Linked DNA regions of Rattus norvegicus: region 2 is linked to region 1. The links are chromatin contacts, called in public Hi-C maps. All regions are on one chromosome and are shown on one strand. The core of a region is the stretch at or near the end of the contact, and the rest is flanking DNA. Distances in the headings are between cores, read along the strand shown.

Region 1 (2,700 bases), core at 48-2,547:
GGGGGATGGGACCCGGGAAGTGGCAGAGGGCGGCGAAGGGCACAGCGCAGGGCTGGACGTGCCTGGTCGTAGGACTCCACGAGGCCCTTGTCCAGGAAAAGCAAGCAGCGCCTGGTGGACCACCCTCGGCCCAAGTCGGGCGCCGGATGCCCTTTGCTTTTGCAGTCACGGGCACCCGCCTCCGGCCTCGCTTTCCCGGGAAGAGGAGGCGGACTTCGGGAGCCTGATCTCAAGCTATGCTTGGCGCGCGGCTGTGGCTGGTGGCCGGGAGCTGTGGCCCCAGGCGCCCTGGGCGACGGGGAGGCGTGGCGAGACCACCTGTCAGCACCGCGGAGTTCGGGGGACGCAGCTTTCACCTGTGCCTGGAAAGGGCGGGGCCGGAGGCTGGGCAGGGATTTGCGGCTGGCAGCTCTAGGTCTCCTACTACAAAATGCATGCATGGGTCAATTTCCCAAAAGAAGGGGGTTGGCTAAAAATACCCCAAAGCCTAAACCTCTCTGCACCCTCTAATGTAAGCATTCACAAAGGAACTCGGCCAAAATCCGTCCTGTTTTCAGGGAGAAAGGCCGAGCCTTCGAACTTGAATTTGTTAAGGAGTGCTGGAAAAACAAACGCGGGCCTGCCTGCCATGCTCTAGCTAGCACAGTTTTTAAGGTAAAGTATCCAAGGCCTTATTCCGCCATCTTTCAGCTCCCACACTTGCATCTGGATTTCCAATCCTTTCGTACCCCAGTGCTCAGATTTCATTTCTGCCCCGTGTAGGTCCTGCCAGTGTAACAACACCTCCCATCTCTTAGGGTATTGAAAGGGCTTGTAGGGTGGCACAATGTTTTGCCAATGTTTCCATCACAACTGAGTGTGTGAATTTTTAAAAGTTCACTATTAACCACCCAGAGGAGGTATCTGCAAAATTTGATGACTAGCTTGCTCTATTTAGGAAACACTAATCCCGGAGTCAGAGTTTGATTTCTGATTTATTTTATTATCATAGAAGCAGGACAGTTTTGTAGAGTCCCCCACCCTCCACCCTAGCATGTCAGCTACTCCTTGGTAGTACTTCTGCCAGAAAATAGGGAAGCCAATGAGAGATGGGACCACGCGGTGCTAACTCAGCCAAGGGTTTTAGATGTCCCCCAATGGATTGTTGCTGTTATTGTTAAAGAAAACCAATGATACACCGATAACGTAACTATTGTCGTCTGCTACAAAAATAGGGCTAGTAAACCAGGGGGTCCAGACGGTTAAGTCCAGAGAGTTAAGTTGCAAACACAGCGATGAAAGAAAATAGTGCCACCTACGGGAGAAGCGTGGTTCTGAAGGCAGTCTTTAACCTAGGAACCAGTGTCATACTTAGATCATCATTGAAGTCTTGCTGTTCAGCATGATTTTGCATTTTTTTGCTTCTCCTGATGTTTGCTTAGCAAATAATATCCCTGGACAACAACTCAAATGTTCGGGTGTGTTTGAAAGATTATCGATTCCAAAAAGGTCAGTTGCCTTTCTAAGTATTTTTTTTAATTACAGGTATCCCGGAGAACCCTATGTTTATGTTATTTCAATGAAACTTCTAGAAGTAAGATAAATTACCACACAGCCCAGTAAATAAAGCGCCTTTTGCAAGTTTGACTGCACAGTGCCCCGACTGGTTACCGAGGCCTGCCGGTCGACCGCCTAGCCTAGACAGTGTGCTGCAGGGTCAGAGAAAGACCCTGTCTTTAAAAATAAGGTTGAGAAAAATATAAGATGCACAACGGGGCAAGAGGGGGGATACACACATCACATAGACTTATAGAAGCATTAGAGCTGTTTATTTCGTGGGCTGGGAAACATTTGCAAAACTCTGCATAAAGATATATGGTCATCATGCTTTTCTTTCAACCATTCAATAAGTATGTATGGATACTTATTCTGTGCCAGGTCCTCAAGAAGGAACACTAAAGACAGATGGCAATCTTCATCCAATATGGAAGCTTATATGATATAGGAGTATTTACTATACGAAGAAATATATAAGTAAAATCTACATTCCTCAAAGTATGTAATTATTTAACATGCTAAGAAAATATAGGTATTCGATGTTCATTTTATATATACATGGCATATGAGAATGTACGATATTACCCTAAAGTGTGATTATTTTCCCTAAAAAGAAATGTGTGGCATTTCTGATGATTATTGTCTTGTCTCTCTCTTTTCTACAAGAAGCTTAAAAATGAGAACAAAATACTGCATGAGCTTACAACTGCTGCCCCAAGTTAGAAGATTCCTTAAGAACTATGCTGGTAATGCTCATGTAGAGCGCTGTCCCACAGCTGGAAGGCCCTGAGTTGGATTCCTAGCACCACAGAGAAGGGAGCACTGGACTGTAAATCTCAGGCCTGCACATCCCAGGAACTGATAGGGAGCCTCTCAGGCTCCTTCATTTAGTCTTGTCCTACCATCTACCCAGGCTTCCTACCTCAGCTCTTAGCTTCCTTGACAGTTCAGACAACATTTACATTTCAGATTCTTCAGGTTGGCATAGAAAGACTAGAACTCGAGCATTTTCTGTTTCTTTGAGCTTCTCTTCAATAAATCTGCTCTTTCGTTCAACGAGGGGCGCTTATTAAATATAGGACACTACACTGTCAAAGAGGGAGGATCAAAGAAGGTAGGAGACACATTGATCTTTTGACTCTCTAACTGAAAGCCTGAGATAAT
Region 2 (3,096 bases), core at 490-2,989, 52 kb after region 1:
TGTACGTGTGTGCCTTTGTGTGCCTGTGTGCGTGCGTGCGTGTGTGTGCACATGAGGAGGCCAGTTTTGGTCTCTGCCCACTGCCTCCCCAGTACTAGAATAACATGCTTTCACCAATTCACCTGACTTTGAACTCAGGTCTTTGTGCTTTACACAGCAAGCACTTTATTGACTAAACCATCTCCCCATCCCCAACTGAGCTAATTTTGTTCTTGAACACTACCCTTGCCCTACCACTTTTAAGTATGGGTGTGAAGGAAGAGAGGGTAATGGGAACTTACATTTATAAACTGAAAGTCTTTTTATTTGTCTGGGGTGATGGCTCAGTGAGGAGAGTGTTTGCTTGCCTGTGCAATGGTGAGGTCTCAGTTCCGATCTCTGACATCCATGTGAAAGCTAGACAGCCTGGGTATGTAATGCTATTGGTTTTGTGGAAAGCTGAGAGAAAAGACAAGCAGATCCCCCAGAAGGTCTTGAGCTAGATAGCCTGGCATGTGCGGGGGCAATAAGACACTCTTGTGACAAACAAGGTGTAAGGTGAAGACTGACTCCTGAAGTTGACCTTTGACCTCCACGTGTACACTGTGGGATGCACCATGGACCTGTGGCACACACATGAACAAATACATATACACGAAAGCTTTTTAAAAAGGAATCGATCGGGGTTGGGGATTTAGCTCAGTGGTAGAGCGCTTGCCTAGCAAGCGCAAGGCCCTGGGTTCGGTTCCCAGCTCCGAAAAAAAAAAAAAAAAAAAGGAATTGATCTTCTTTTGTTTAACACTTTTAAGAATCTGGTCTCTTTCAAGAAAATTCATAGCCTTCCTCTTTCTTTCCTCCCATGTCTCTAGCTTCTCCTAAAAGGATAATCTGATAGCAGCTGATGCTCAAGGTCAAGGGGTGTCGTGGAGGGAGGCAGGGAAATGAGAGTGCAGTTCTGCACCATGCACAAAGGTCCTCACCAATATCTGTTTCTACAGAGTACCCACCGCTGAGATGGATGACCAAGGAGAAGGTACCAAAAGGATATAAAAATACTAAAATTTTTTTTTATTTCTTATATTTCTTTTTCATAAAGTTGCCAGCCCTTTCATCCACATCGGCTTTTTTGTACCCCATACTGTTTCTTAAAAAGTCAAGTTTATCTCAGTTTTGGAATGCCAGTAGTAATACATTTAAAAGGTCGTAACTTTTGAGTGTCGCACTTTGAAACAGTAACAGCACCTGGGCTTCAGAGTTCAGTTTGGCTGTGACTTGAGAGTAAGAGCCCGCATGATCACAACTGATCACCATTTATTGAGTATGAATACTCTTTGGAAAATAAACGTATCTAGCAAGTTCTGGGAAGCAGACAGGGTCACGGATGGCGCTCTGGGTCAGGCGGAAGGATGGAAGCGGCGTCTACCTTTGAAAAGCCTTAAATCTGGAAGTAAACTGTAACCAACACGCACATTTACCGTTAAAATCACTGACTCAGGTTTGTCACCACGACATTGCTGCCGTTCAGGCTTGTAGAATATTTAAAGATACCAAGAATCTGCGCACTGCAGCCCGGCTCATTCCTGGGTAAACCAGCAGGCAGAACATCCTTAGCAGCCACAAGCTGAGCCCGCGTCCGCGTCCGCGTCCGCGTCCGCGATTCGCAGAATTTTGGGCCTCGCCTCCCGCCGTCCGCTGTCACGTGCGGGCCACGGCGGCCGCGTAGTTAGGTGGGGAACACTGAGCTGTGTGCCAGCCGAAGCAGGAAGGGAGGTGGCTGCAGAGCCATTCTTAAAGGGGCCCAAGAGATCATACGGCAACGGACGGCTGACGACCGGAAGGAAAATGGTAAGCGGCGGCGGAGGGAGGCACCGCGGGACTGTGCAGGTTCACCGTCTGTCCCGACTTCCAGCGGCGGCCCGGAAGACCCCCGCGCTGCGGGCAGACGGTTGGAACGTGGCCTCCGCGTGGACCCGGGTCTGGTCCTTGTGATCCCCGCGGCGGAACGGGCTGGGCCTGAGGGGCGGTGTTGGTGGCGAGTGCCCGGGTTCTGGTTGCATTCTGGCCTCGCCCTGGCGTCCTTCTACCCGCAGCCCCTAGTTTCCGGTTGAATAGCTCCCAATACCCACATTCTTCCAGTCCAGGCCGTTGGAACCCATGTGACCCAAGGCTCTATGGTTTCGCTTTTAAGCAGCTGTCAGGTTTAGTTTTGCTGCGTCTAGGGCCCGTGGTTTCTGTTCTTCTTGACGATGGACCCTAAGCATAAAGCTAAAGTGGAGAATTAAGTCAGTTGCTATCAAGGACCTTCTGGATCCCTCCTAAAGTGTTTTTTTTTTAAGTACGATCAAGTACCATGGAAACAACAGGAAGACACGGTTGTTGTCTAGAACTCCTCTCTTGAGGACCACTTCCGTCTAGCAGCTCTTACCGTGGTCATTGAACCCAGTGAACTCGTGGCTTCTCATCCTTATGACCGACCTTTCAGCTACATTCCAGTGTGTTGACACTCGTGTTTGAGGCATCTCTTTCCTTATGCCTCCGCCCTTGGCTTCTGAGGTTCAGAACTCCTGGCTTTCCTCCTGTTTCTGCTGATGCTTCTATTCCCCTTGGATTCCTTTCTTCCTTCCTTTGACTGTGCCCATGAGAGCCCTAGGTTCCGTTCTGAGGCTTCATTTTCTGTTGATTTTTCTCTTTGCTGAACTCCTGACTTCAGTACCGACCCTCCTTGAGTTGACTTGTGAGTTCCTATCTCTGACCTTAACTGAGATCCAACCAGTAGTTACATTCCACTTTTTGGTTAATAGACTTAGGAAACATTTCATCACACAGACGCCACAGAAGCTCCTCGTTTTGTCAGAAAGGAACTCAGTTTACTCCACATCTGGTCTTCATTCAGCCAGAATCTTATAACTTGATTAAAGGTGCTTTTGTGTCCATTACCCAAGCCAGAAGTCTAGAAGCTATCTTTTTAAGCCTTTATTTTCTTCATATCGAATCTAGCCTAATTCCCATGTAGTGGTGGAGAGAGAGAGAGAGGGAGAGAGGGGGGGAGAGGGAGGGAGGGAGGGAGAGAGAGAGAGAGAGAGAGAGAGATCAGGATATCTGGGTTGCTTCCTGGGT

What was found. A called contact is a pair of places that touch in the nucleus more often than the background predicts.
Region 2: a contact with region 1 is called in a Hi-C map of liver, with 2.5 times the contacts expected there. The contact joins the promoter of Gmfb here to the enhancer-like site in region 1. A contact is called at or near these places in 2 of 12 Hi-C or Micro-C datasets (both in liver).

Annotation. Positions count from the first base shown.
Region 1 is chr15:22,611,053-22,613,752 of GRCr8, reverse strand. It overlaps LOC102548367 (a long non-coding RNA gene), which reads left to right. Exons shown (of 3, transcript XR_359877.5): 2 at 1-2,700. Among named protein-coding and RNA genes, the nearest start is that of Cgrrf1, 44 kb to the right of the region's middle. Within about 2 kb of position 1,297, at least 3 of the 93 cell types and tissues checked have an H3K27ac peak or open chromatin away from gene starts, as enhancers often do. A contact at or near this core is called in liver, where this site is marked.
Region 2 is chr15:22,558,720-22,561,815 of GRCr8, reverse strand. It overlaps Gmfb (glia maturation factor, beta), which reads left to right and starts at 1,739. Exons shown (of 7, transcript NM_031032.2): 1 at 1,739-1,824. The coding sequence starts at 1,822. It also overlaps a transcript of Cgrrf1 not described here.